Linked DNA regions of Sus scrofa: region 1 is linked to region 2. Evidence: chromatin contacts called from public promoter capture Hi-C data. All regions are on one chromosome and are shown on one strand. The core of a region is the stretch at or near the end of the contact, and the rest is flanking DNA. Distances in the headings are between cores, read along the strand shown.

Region 1 (7,233 bases), core at 4,359-6,858, 220 kb after region 2:
ACAGGGAAGAACATAATGTCAGAGGTTGAACTTTAAGGAATACCTACCCTCAAGAGGGTAGCTTAGAAGCTAGAGTAGATAAACATTAAGCACACATGTAGGAAGAGATCCAATAGAATTCAGTGCTACAGAAGTTCAGCAGAAATAAAATGTTGAAATATTAAAGAGGATGTAGGTGATAAAAGGGCTTTATATTTGGTGATGTGAAAAAAATCTCACCAAATTCAAAGATGATTTTGAAGTAAAGATGGGTGATAGTGGTGGAGATGGGTGATAAACTCTATGGGGATTAAAAGGAAATAGAGGCAATGCATAACACTTTTACGGCACTTCACAATTTTTAACAGGTTCCTTATTTACCTTAGAACATTAAGAAACTGGATAATAACCAGTTGGTTTAAGTAAGATAATTTTTAAAGTCAAGGAGATTTGGTGATGTTTAAAGACAAAAAAGAGAATCAGAGGAAAGAAAAAGACCAAAGCGGTGGGAAGGGGTAAAATTAGGAAGCTAACTCTATTCTGGAATACACAGGCACTGAATGGAGGATATACATTAGGGAAGGAAAAGTAGCAAGTTTTACCAGGACTTACTGAGCTAAAGATAGGAACAAATGAGAGATTTCACTTGGCTGGCCTTCATTTTTTTCTTTTTTTTTTTTTTTCAGGAAAGAGAGAGGAGATCGTCTTTTGAAAATGAGAATGGAGCTGGTGTTTCAAAGAGTAGTGGTCTGCAATAGCCACTGAATCGCTAAGCAAGCTAATTTTGACAGCATGAATTTGTAATGGATTAATTCATTTTAGTTCTCTATCTTCTCCCATTAAGTATTTGGTGATACAGAATTAGGAGTGTAGAAATCAAATGCCGGGCAGGGATTCAATACTGTGTATTTGGTTAAGGGTTTGGCAGTAATCTACTACTGAGATAAAACCCAAAGCAAACAAAACTAAGCAGAATTTTTAAGGGCCCCAACACATTAAATCATAAAGATATTCTAAATATGGAAGTTCTTAATGTTTTGAAATAGTCATTAAAATATTTCAAGGAATTCGTACTGTAAAATTGAACAGAGATAGCCTTTCTTAATGGCATCCTTAGTGTCCCCTAATAACAATATCCTAACTTTCTGAAGTGCCTCACAGCTCACATAATACTTTCATATGCATTCCCTCATTTGATCTTCACAAATCCAGACTCTACTCAATTTGAATCAAGTTAAAGAATTTAGAATATTTGAGTTGCTTTCAATTTTGTCTCTGTCAATCATGAGTTTTCACCCTATCATTTATAAGAAAAGCTCAGGAAAAGTTATGGTAATATCACAAGATTTAAAAAAACTACTCCTTAATTTACTACGCATTTCTTTGAGCTTGCTTCTACCTATGGTTTTGGTTCTCACTCTTCACCTTTTGCCTAGCAATAAAAAACTGAGTTGTGCCTACAGCCTGTGGACCCTATAAGAATGACCTTTACTCTTATAAGCTTACCTAAAGGACTTTGTAACCTACTTTATCTTTGGGTTTGCTGAAAATTCTAGGCTAGCTACAACAATATAATTAAATACAAAATATTGAATGAGCTTCAACCAAATAATTCAGCAAATTGTACTGAATATCTTCTCTATGCAAATACTATAACATGTGTTTAAAACATACAACATTACAGGTGAAACAAAAATTTTCAACAAAGAGGTATTATAAGCTCAAGATGTGTGAACAGAGTGATAACTGTCAGAAAGTTCATGTGATCCTGGGCTGTGTTATGTATGGCATATATAGTGATATACTTCTGTGTATTTCCTTATACATTAGATTATTTATAATATAATTTATAATACTTATATTAAATATATATATTATTATATTTCCACAACTAGTGCGTTCACCTACAAACTTTTAAAAAAATTACAGCCATCCAGAGGAAAGCGTACAGAGCGACAGACACTCTGCAACATGAGTGTCTCAGAGAGACTCAAAGCAATCTGATATCAGAAATACTTGAAATAGGAGCATTTACCCAGGGAATTGAATATATGGGTAGAAAGAAGAAGGATTATCGTTATTGTGTATGACCAACAGAGGGGAAAATTAAGGTCTTTGTATTGACCTTATAGTAGGCATGTTTGGGCCCAGAATGAGTAAGACTTTGGATTACTTCATTAGGATTTTAATTTATCATTTATTAAAAGATAAACAACTTCTTATTGAGGTCTTCAACATTTGACAAAGGATTGAAATAAGATATGTTTAAGGTTCTTTTCAAATTCTGAGCCTGATTCTTCATGTATAATAATGACATAAATCATAGTGATTATGTCTATAGATAACTATAAATAAAGCCTCATGTAAATAAAACAAAAAGACATTTTGGTCAGTAGGAATAATCTTTACAGGGAATGTACCATTTGAGTTGGAGCTTGAATGACTGGTAGGATTTTACTGCAAAGCACCTCAGGCTAAAAATTAAACAATGTAAGTGTATGGAGATTACAAAGGCTCCCACTGCAACTTCATATTCATTTTACCTAAAACTGATTAGGTTATCTTCATAAATTTCATTCACTTATATATAGATGAGGGGGAATAATATGTTTTTAGTCTAATCCAGGAACCTAAATAAATCAGTATTTTAATATGTTCCTTTAGGTAAAGTTAGGATTTTTTTAGATATAACCCTCAGTCTTTCAGATTTCTACCTTTCCCCCTATATCCTCTTTTAAATGGTATTTGGGAATATCATTACTCTGAGGCACTGGGACTTAAATAGTATCTTTTGCCTCCTCGGGTTTCTGTGTTGACATCTCCTGCATATCTGGTTTTTCATTTGGAGTTGGTGGGTAGAAAACTCTTAGTCTGTGCTTTCTCAGTTTGGTCAGGGCCTGGTAGCTGTCTCTGACTGACAAGTCTTATCTTTTTTGATGGTTTAGACATCAGTGTTCTAGAAGGTCTCCCCTGCAGTTTTTGCTAGAATATCACTTTGCTCTTTTAACATGGCAGGCCTGCTAGCTCTCAACTCAGCTACCTTCTGAGAACAAGGAACTTTCAGCAGTTCTGGAAAGTAAACTCCTGTCTTCCCTTCACCTAACAATGATGCCCTGTTCAACGTTACTTGAATGTGGTTCCCTCTTAGCATGACCCGGTGACATCCTCCCAAAGATCTAAGAACTGGGGCAGCAATTGCTCTGTCCTGTAGCCTTCCCATATCCATCTGGACATTTCTAAATTTACAACCCCTCACCCTACATCCTCAAGGTAAGAGTGAGTAAAAATGTTGTTGGATGCCTTCCTCAAGCACTTCTACCTCTTTTTTATAATCCTCTGAGCCTTTTCTTCTACTTACTTATCCCACAGCCACCATCTTCCTTACACCAATCTCTGACCTAAGCCTTTATGGTGGGCTAGAATATCTTGTCTTTGCTAGAGAAATTCTATCATTTGCATCATTGGCCTAATCTTGAAATATTAAACCATGTACAAATTTATATTTTATCTCTTGACAATGTCTTGATTTGAGGCCTAACAATTGCTAAAAAAAAAAAATCCTAGGCTGAATGTCAAAAGTTAAACATTAACTGATTTTTCATATTTCTTATGTAACAATCTAAATCCTTAACAGAAAGGTGCTTTGGATTAAGTAGGTCTTATATTTGCATTACTATTTCTCAAAACATCACCCCATTTTCCATTACTCAAATACTGTTCTACTGATATTTTACTCTTTAAAGCCTTTCAATCATTTCCCATATCTTTAAAATAAAGTCATTTTAGAGGCTTTCCTAACTAACCAGACTTTGATGGGATCCATGTGTGTGCTTCCACAAACTCCCATACTTCCTCTTTCATAACACCTATCATTTTACTTTTTCAATGTCTATCTTTCCTTATTTGGATTCAAAAATTCAACGTTTAGTATACTGTCCTTGGACATAGCAGGTGCTTTCTAAATATTCATATGCTTTTTAATTTTAATTCTATGCATGAATTATGTTTCTCATCTGTAAATCAATAAATTGGTAATATAGCTTACACAGTTCATTTTAAGATTTATAAATTTAATACTACTCTGAAAGATGAACTTATTGTAGTTGGGCTGACAATATTAATTTCTAGTCCTTCAGAACCAGGCTTTAAAACACAGGAAATTCACCAATAAGCACCATCTTGTCATGCTTCTTGACAAGTAATAATTTATCCTTTCCTTGGGGACACCTTGACACAAAAATTTTCTCAAAGTACACGAAGGACATCCATCTTCATTAATACCTAAGCTGATAATGAGGACGTTTCACTTTAGGATACCCAATTATATTCTGCAGATTTTTAACAATTTGCAATTGTGCCAAATTTTCTCACAGGCTTATTTTACCTTAAGCTGGTCCTTGTGTTTCATGAGGCATCAATTAACTAGATTTAGCCATGTTATGGCTAAATGGATGCGACTAGAAAGGGCAGCATATAGCAATCCATGTGTAAACTTACTCTATAGGTTAACATCTAGGTTTGAGGTTGGAAAATCAATGACAAGAAACTTTCATTTCAAATTAGAATACACACTAAAAATGGGGAGGTGGCACTACTTTTGATCCTGAGATAGTAACAAAACTAAAAACTATTCCAAAAAAGCAAAACGCCTGGGACCCTATATCTATTTTCTTTTTAAAAATCATGTACACCTCCACTGAGTGCACTGCAGAATCTCGTGACACTAAAAATAATGGGCACACAAGTTTAGGGTAACTTAAGACAGCACATTTTCCACTGTGGAAAAGAAAGCTACCTTCCAAATGCTGCAGGGCAGATACTGTCTTTCTCTCCTTCACTGGCAACTAAAACAAAGCCTTTGATGGGGAGTAAGCACTTATTTGTTGAATGAATGAATGAAGCTAGACTGTGAAGGATGAAAGACTAGCAGCTGGCTCCCCAAGGCACATCTGCTGCCTTTCAGCAGCTTTGGCGGGCATCCCCTTATTCCCTCACCTTTCTGGCAGTTCTGAATTCCACAGTTTGCCCCTCCTTCGGGATGGCCAAAATCCTATCCCTAAACCGTACCTCTCCTCATTTAGTCGGCTCATTCTCACACTGAGCAGCTGTTTCCAATGGCTGGCCAAGCAAACAGGATTAGGGCGGCTAGGAGCCCCGGACCGTGAGGGGTTGAAGGTTGCCCGCGGGCTCCCAAACCCGATAGAAAAGTGTGTGGACCCTCATTTTCCCAATCCCTGATAAACCAACTGCTCAATCTCACCTCCTCGTGCAGAAGCCTCAGTGCCAACCTGGCTCCGAATGACACTGTGAGGAGGGAATGAACGCCAAATCACCCTCACCGGGAGGGAGGGAGAGGCAAGCGCCACCCTCACCGCCAGACACGCCCGCCGTTCCCGCGCTCCTGGCGATTAGAGCCCTCACCTTGGGCCTGAAGGCGCCGAGGCAGGAGGGCCGCCGGGGGCGCGCGCGCGCAGAAGGGCGGGGGAGAGCGAATGCTGCGCGCCAGCAGGTGGACGCGTCCTCTTGCGCGCCTGCGCGCCTCGCGCCCTCTTCCTCACGTTCCCCGCGCACCGCGTCCCCTCCCCGCCGGGAGCGCGCCGCCTCCCACCCTCGCGCCGGGTCGGTCTCCGTCTTTCAGACCCGCACGCTCCGCGGAGCTCCTGCCTCTGCTGTCGCCTCGGCAGCGGCTCTCTAGCCCCGCAGCTCAGCCTCGGCTCCTCAGCGCCGAGTCCCAGGCCTGCCCCCCTCCCGCCCTCCGCCACTCCCCTTCCCTTTCCCGCCCTTCTCTACCACACGGTCCGCCGAGAGAGCTTGGGTACGAAGCAGGCGGACTTGAGAAGGGGGTTGGAAAAATGGAGGTGCCGCGCCTGGATCATGCCCTCAACAGCCCTACCAGTCCCTGTGAGGAGGTGATCAAAAACCTCAGCCTGGAGGCCATTCAGCTGTGCGACCGGGACGGTAAGAGCGGCCGGGACTTCGGGGAGAGGGGCCGAGCCCGCGCCGCGGCCAGGCGCCTCGGCAGCCCCGGCTTGGCCGACCCTGCCCGCTCGGGCGGCAGGGTCTTTTGTTGTCCTCCCCCCAACCCTTGTGCAAATGAATGAGGGTGGGGGCTCCCCTTCGCCCACCTACCCTCCCCTCAAACCCGGGGAACAAAAGGACCCCGGGGCTAACGCTTCGTCCGGGAAAGTCCCCGGCTGCGGCGCCGCTCGCTGTTCTCGGCTGCCTGGCCCCGGCTGAGGGGCTGCCCCGCGAGGGCGCCGTTCCTGCCCGCTGCTCCAGCTCGGGACGAGGCGTGTCCGACCTTTGCCGCAGAACCGCTTTCCTGGGTCTCCGGGAGCCGAAGGGGAGTTGCCCTCAGGATGTTTCTAGCCTGTTCCACCCCCTTCACCCCCCGCACACAGTAGTTAGCGATCTCTGCCCAGAAACTTATCATTTCCTTTTCTGAACCTCCCTTCTTCAGATTTCCTTCTCTCAAAATGGGATTGAGGTGACAGTTTCTTCAGTGAAGGGGCAGAAAAAGAGTGCATTTCAGCACCAAGGACAGCCACAGGCTTCGTGGTTTTGGGGTACGATTTAGAAACTGTCAAAAATCTGTAAAGGAAGTGGCCTAATATAGCTCCTGTGATTCAGAATATGTGGCGAGTACTCACCATTGTGTGTTGATATTATATGGCCTATTCTATTGTTAAAGTTGGCAGTCTCCTAAAGAAGGAAATTGATTAAACACAGGTTCTGAGCGTTAAAGAGATAAACTAGTACTCTGTGCAGTATGGGTAGTTATAGTGCTTCTGTATGAGTTGGAGTAGTTGGAAGTCAGTGCTGTTTAAGTAATGTGGAATAAAACTTCATCTGTAAAGTCACCTGATTAGTATTGATTGGCCTAATAATTGTAAAATTGTACATCTGACAAAGGAAAAATAATTTGTGTGTTGTCAAGATGATTCTGAACAGTTTGGGCTTTAAATGAAATTAAGGTTTAACTATATAGAGAGGGGTAATTTTAAAATGGTGTTTAGCCAAAGTGATACAGAAACACTAATGTGCTTATGATAGGTCATAAAATTGATCAGTATGAATCCAAGTAGAGAGCAGAGGTCTTGTTTACAGTCATTTAAATGGTAATAACTTGGTTAGGCGTTGCTATACAGTGCAGTTTAGGTCAGCTGAACATGGAGTTTCCACTTGTTAATAAATTTAGGACAGTCACTCTTTGAGTAATTGCTCTTTGAATCCAAAACCACTTTAAATAATTCT
Region 2 (6,752 bases), core at 1,097-3,596:
ATTACAAAATGTTACCAATGTTCTCTTTTGGCTGGAAAGTATGTACTTAATTATATTTCTTTGTGCTCTTCTATTTTTAAAAAAATGTTCTCCAACAAAAATGATCATCAATTAAAGAATAAAATCTAGCATCTAGGTTTTTCTAAATGAGAACTATGAGGCCCTGAAGCGTAATTGACATGATAATCATGCCAAGGGCAGGGCCTGGGCCTCTGGACTCCCATCCGAGGGCTCTGCCATTGACCTATGCAGAGTCACAGATGGTGCTGCCAGGAAAGCCCTCCTCAGGGAGTTCTCCCTCTCTTAGCATCCCCTTAACCACCTCCTCTGACAGGTTCCCAGCTTCCTGCAGGCAGAGGCTCAGGGCTGTGTGGCTGCAGGCTGCTTTCTCCCTCTTGGCCACTATCCAGCGCGGGGGATGCTCAGAGGCCCAGCGCGGTGCGTTCAGCTTGGGCAGCTCGGCCCCTGGGCCCTCGTGACCCAGGCAGGCGGCTGTCTGTGCCTCCGCAAGGCTGGCGCCCCAGTGGGCGTTCCCAGGCGGTAACCCTGCAAAGAAGGCAATCAGCTTGCTAGTATCTATGCTGAGAAGCCCCCTCTGAAGGCAGCGATTCAGACATAAAGCTAGATGAATGTGTTTCGCTGCAAAGCCTGCAGCTGGATTTTCAACTAGCACTGGAAAGGTGTTGAAATTGGGAGACTGAAGAGATCTGCTCTTTTGATTCGGGCACTTCAGGATTTTGCAGGCTCCGGACGGCCCTGGTCCAAAGCAAAGAATCTCCCTGTGAGACTAAGCTAAAATTTGGAAAGTCAGCTGCGTAAATAATTTTCTCTGAATTAAAAGCAAGCACACGGTTGCATGTGCTGCTTTTCCTTCCCTCTCTTGTTCTGATGTGGCTGGCTCCCCTGTCACTGAGCTGTTTGAATGAGCTGGGCTTTTCCTCTTTCCTAGCAAGCACTAGTGTAAAAGCCAGCGGGTGCCTGAGAACAGATGAAGGGCCATGTTCCTGGAGTAGGAGTATAGCTGCAATTATGCCAGGCAATCAGAGGCTTTAATGGATGAATGGTTGTCACAGCACGGTTGGGTGTTTGATAACCTCTAAGGTTGCTTATTGTGAGTGGAAACCACAAGGTGAAAAAAAGAGACAGGGATGGATGAGCCTGTGTTTCTTTCACCTCCTTGCCTTTGAAGATTTTGACATTACTTCCAAGTACTCCTTAGGGAGGATACTCTTGGGGGCCCAGCAGGATTTTGCTTTGAGGAAAGAGGAGGAGAGCCATAATTAAGGAAGAAAATGCAGAAATTTGGGGTAGGGCTGCACATTGAATGCAGGAATTCAAAGCACAAAAGTTCCATGGAGGAGAAAGTGACCAAAGCCCCATTATCCAGTATCCCCAAAGGAGGAACTGGAAGCACTGAGATAGGATCCCCACCCAAGGTCTCCAAATAGAAAATAGGGAGATAGGAAGGAGAAGCATCTGCTTCACTTTTCATTCAGTGTCCCTCAGGATTTTGGCAGCTCCAGAAATTGAGCTCAAGTAGTATTCCAGGCACCAGAGTGTTTTATTGCTGGATTGCAGCAGAAGGAATTTTCCTTAATGTTTGGAAACAAGAGGGCATTGGCTCTCTAATGCAGGGACATCAGATAGAGCTCCATTTACTTGCCAATCCCGTTTGAATGGCAGTGGCTTGTTGGAACATTCAGTCAGGAATGGTTTTAAGGCCAGATCTAGGCTCCCCAGAAGAATGGTGCTTGATTGATTAGTGATGTCTGCTTGGGTATGGCATGGGGAGGGCATATATATATGGGCTTCCCATTTGTCTCTCTGCTTTGGGATGCCTTCCCTTCTGTAGGGGCACCATCACCACTGACATCAATGTGATAAACTTGATATAATAATCTTTGCTTTAGATTCTTCTGCTAAGAAGCTTTTGACCTAAAAGGGAAGGTCAGCAATGGTATTTTTTAGGTCCTAAGGAATTGGATAGTGTATGATTCAAGAGGCACTGAAATGCTCTTTCACTGGCTCACCTCAGTTACCAAATGCCAGCAGACCTTATCCAGAGAGAACAGACCTTTCTTCATAGGTTCATCCTCTGAAAACTAAACAGCCTATACTTAGGCTCATCTTCCCTGAATTAAGCAATGAGAAATTTGCAATTATATGGCTAAAATAAGTGTTCAGTGACTAAGTCTTCTTTCAAGAGCCTGAGGTAGGTAGTTTTGAGCACAAATCCACTTACGCAATATGTCCGTGGGCTTTTCAAGCACAAATAGAAGTTATGGTGAAATAAATAAAGAAGAGTAGTTGGAACAGAACTTTGCACCAATGTCTTTCTGCCTGCAGGAGGTAGGAAAATCCCAGAAAGGATGACTCAATATTTGAATCAAAACAGAACTGAGTGGAAGGACAGGAGAGGAAAGAGAAAAGAAAGAGGGAGGGACTCAAACCCTACTGCAGTAACTCCAGCTCAAGAAAAATGTGAGATACTCCAGTCTGTCATTATAGCCTGTGGTGGGCCAAATAATGGCCCCCCCCAAAGACATCCAGGTCCCAAACACCTGATCCCCCTACATAGTAAAAGGGATTTTGCAGGTATGATTAAGATTCTTAAGATGGACTCACTGTAATCACAAGGTTTCTAGTAAGAGGGAGGCAGAATGACCAGTCAGTGAAGGAACTATGATAATGGAAGCAGAGGTCAGAGTGATGTGAGTCTTGAGCCAAGGAATGTGGGAGCCTCTTAAAGCTGGAAAAGGTAATAAGAGATTCTCCCCTAGGGCCTCTAGAAGGAACACAGTCCTGCAGACCCATTTTAGTCTTCTGACTGCCAGAAGTATAAGTGACTAAATGTGTGTTGCTTTAAACAGTTAAACTTGTATCCACTTGATATGCAGAAATAAGAAATTAAGATAGAATGCATGGCTGACTTATAATGAATTGTCTCCTCCATTCCCATAGACTTTAGGCTTTTGAGAGCATTACTCCCATAAATGCCTGTTCTTAGGAATTATGGCCCCACCATGTGTTGTTTAGAATGAGTTTTAGTCACACATTTCAATCAGCCTCAGTGGTGTTTGTCTAATGGCAAGTTTTGTCCACATAAAAGGAATTCCAAGCTTAAGCACCTGATTCCTAACCCCTCTACATGTAAGGCTGCCAGCTTAGCACCAAAGAAATATCTATGTCCTGGATAGAAAGAATATTTTTGTGGGAAATCCTTAAAATCCAAGCCCGTGATCTATGTTTGCCATGAAAAGTTATTATCAAACTCACAATTTTATTATTTATTTATTTAAAAATTGTATGGCTGCACCCACAGTATATGGAAGTTTCTGGGCTAGGGATTGAATTTACAGTTTATGGTGGAGCTGGGGTGATGCTGGATCTTGGATTGAACCTATACTTTGGCAGCAACCCAAACTGCTGCAGTTGGAGGATTCTTGACCCACTGAGCCATGGTGGGAACTCCAAAGACCCACAATTTTCTTTTTTTTTTCCCCAGTGGCTTTTAATTGCTCTATGTCAGTTATGAGGCTATGAGACACTTCTTTATACCACCCTTCCTCTATCACAGTGATGGAAAGAATTACTCCAATTGGGCATATGGACTAAAAAGCATCTGTATCTTGTCAGGCTAGTTAAGATAAAAGACATTGAAAACTTCTTTCTGAGAATAAATCTGCAGGTTCCACAAGGCCAGGACCAGGGCTTGTCTTTAGCCATCAGTGAGTCTAGCAACTAGCAGAGCACCTGGTACAGGGTAGACACTCAAGCACTATATCTCAGTTGAATAAATGAATGAATGAAAAAGTATAAATAATCATTGATGGTGGTCATTCACTATGCAAATTTCCTTAAGGAAAATGACATATGAAGAAAAAGCTAGAGATTATTGCTGAGTTTTGCTAGAAATATAGTGGTCTTTAAAATGGAAGAAAATAAGATTTCTCTGCATGTGATCCTTGGTATAATTACAGGAGATTTTAATTTTCTCCTTTATCTTTGTGTTTTTAATTTTTTTCAAGTTGAATATGATTTACATTTATAATCAGGAAAAAAATTTGTTTTGTTTTTTAAAGTAGATTACTAGGAAATATGGTTAGTTGGCTAGAGTTGGATGACTTCCTTGGGGATGGATTTAGCTGTCAGAGGGAGGCATTAAGCTCATAGTTGATTATTGATTCTTGGTTTTCTTACGGGAAAGTGAGACATGGAAATAGCCAGGAGGTAAGATTTAGTGTTATGGTCAGAAGCAATGACTGGAATCAGACCTTGAGCCTGTTTCTTCCTAGCTGTTTGAACTATTAAACTAGTCACCTAGTTCTCTCAGCTATGATATTCCCTTCTATAAGACGGATAAACATCCCTTACAGGAGTACTCAGAGGTTAAATGAGATACATGTTGTAAAGCATTTAGCCCTGTGCCTGGCACATTATAATTGCTCAATAGATGTCAGCTGTTATTACTTTTATTATGAACAAACTGAACATTCTTGGCCTTGATGCTGACATTTCCTGCTGATATGCAAACTGGTTTTTCAGTGCACATAAATGGAGGGCACTGGGAATTCCTGCTTTTTTTCTAGCAATAATTAGAAATGACAGAGTAATTAGGTGGTTAGAGGACATAATTAACCTCTCTGACTCTCAGCACTCTTCTCTGTAAAAGAAAGGGATGGAATTTGGAAAACCTTTAAGATTCCTCCCTGCTCTAAGATGTTATAAGATGTATTTTTTTCATTGGAAAACTTCTTTCAAAAGATAATGAATTTTGTAAAAAAAAAAAAAAGTCATTAAAAAAATGAACTACAATCTATTCCTTCCTACATCTACTGTCCCAGATGAACCTGGGAACATAGTAAGAAAGATCCTGGTATCTGGCCAATTGCCTTTGGATTTCATGAACAAGGCTAGAAGTAGATTCTAATTTTCACTATTTTAGTTGCTTTAGAAAATTAAATTTTATTTGTCCTGGAAGTGGACTAGAGGGAAAGGACAGCTAAGAATTTTTAAAAACTCATGTATTGTTAAAGAGAGTGAGAACTCACTATTTCAAGGTGAAGCATGGCTAACTTTATGATGGAAAATTTAAGATTGTACCTGGCTAAAATGAGTAGTAACTTTTTGTTTTATAGACGACTGCTGCATGGCTGCCCAGGGCTACCAATTAGAGTGCCACCTCACCTAACCTTTCACTCTGTCCCTTTTCTTTCTCATCAGAACTTGACTGTCCAATGTTTCATCCCCCCCCCCCCAGGGCCTTGCTTCAAGCTGCTATGGTAACAGCTAGCTAACCCAAGCTTCATGTGCCCTTCCTGCCTTCTCAAGCAAGGGAGACTTCTGGAAACATCTCTTCCTGGAAGTGAGATGACACTAATGGGGGAAATCTCAAACTAAAAGTTAAGACTGATATTTTGAAACAGGTAGCCTGTGGTACCTCTCAAATTACAACAGAGAAGCAGTCTTCCTTCTTACCTCCATGTATAGCCAACCTAGTACTTTGTTATTCTTGTTCTTTCCTTTTGCTAAACAACTATGTCCTACCTGCTGTGATAACAGTAACAGGCAGTCTGTGGTCTATCCTATGGAGAAGTACTGAGTGTTGTGACTGCACAGGTGATATTCAAATCCAATTAGCCAGTGCCTTTGCCTGGACTCTTACTAATGCAGGAAGAAATGACATTGGAGTTAAAACAAAACAAAACAACCTCTGGCAATTTCTCATCTTGTGGCTGATTGGCTTCTTTGACACCCAAGGGAGGTATTGTCAAATCAGCAATCCCCCAGAGATGTGCTGTCTTGGAGATGCTAAATTGCAAAGGGAAAACAGCTCAGTGTTAAGGAGGAAGAGTGCTCTGGATATGGAATGATTATAAGGCGAAGTAACCTTCAAAAAAAAAAAAATGCTGCAGCATCTTAGTAAACATATATACTAGTATTTGCATTCTAAGATATCTCGTCTCAGGTGCTTAGACTTGCAATCTCAGTCTCTTTCTCCCCAAATGTATTTCCTAGCATGTCAATGCACCAAAAGAGGGTAAATGACTAACAACAGTTTAACACTGCCCATCGCCAGAGGTATTTGCATTGTGACATGAAATAGAAAGGCAGTTCAAAATACTGTAGGATTTAAGTGCAGCAGCATGAAGGGATGGAAGGAATTGAAAATGCAGATGATTCTATAGTCCAATAACCTAGAATGAATCCTATCTGCACTTTTGCCTTTGGGCAAGATACTTAACCTCTTTAAGCTTTCATTTTCTTACCTATATTAGGGAATCATAATTATTCCTATCTCATAGAGGATGTTCAAATGATTAAATTATATTATCCATGTAAAGTGTTTAAGGGGCAGGTAACTGCCTAATAAAGGATGATTCTTGCTATAAATAAAGCTTTATGGGAAGGAAATTAAGATCAGTTGTGGAATTTGGAACATCCTTTATTTATTTATTCAACAAATGCTTATTGAGCACCTGTCAAGTACTTCCATATCCTGTTCTAAAAGCTGGGCTGGGAGAACAGCTATGAACAAGATGGACAAACTCTCTGTCATTACTGTCTACAGATTAATGGGGGAAGGCAGGGAACAAACAAACGCGTGTACAATATAATTTCAGGTACTAATAAGTGCTATGAGAAAAACCAGCAAGGTAAGGTGATAAAGAATGATATAGAGGAGGACCATTTTAGATAGGACGGTCAGGTAAGATATCTCTGAGGTGGGGGGACACATGCACAGAGCTTTA

The links. Promoter capture Hi-C pulls out the DNA fragments that hold promoters and counts their contacts.
Region 1: a promoter capture Hi-C map of liver shows a contact between it and region 2, with 6 times the contacts expected there. The contact joins the promoter of PHYHIPL here to the enhancer-like site in region 2. A contact is called at or near these places in 3 of 5 promoter capture datasets (fetal liver and liver), 24 of 47 Hi-C or Micro-C datasets (adipocytes, alveolar macrophages, brain and 14 more) and 1 of 2 datasets of contacts at active chromatin or transcription factors (skeletal muscle).

What each region holds. Positions count from the first base shown.
Region 1 is chr14:62,520,307-62,527,539 of Sscrofa11.1, forward strand. PHYHIPL (phytanoyl-CoA 2-hydroxylase interacting protein like) reads left to right here and starts at 5,609. Exons shown (of 5, transcript NM_001244581.1): 1 at 5,609-5,937. The coding sequence starts at 5,832. LOC110256651 (a long non-coding RNA gene) reads right to left here and starts at 5,382. Exons shown (of 7, transcript XR_002338489.1): 1 at 5,240-5,382.
Region 2 is chr14:62,306,720-62,313,471 of Sscrofa11.1, forward strand. All of the region lies in intron 5 of LOC110256651 (a long non-coding RNA gene), which reads right to left. Among named protein-coding and RNA genes, the nearest start is that of PHYHIPL, 220 kb to the right of the region's middle. Within about 2 kb of position 2,347, at least 2 of the 83 cell types and tissues checked have an H3K27ac peak or open chromatin away from gene starts, as enhancers often do. A contact at or near this core is called in liver, where this site is marked.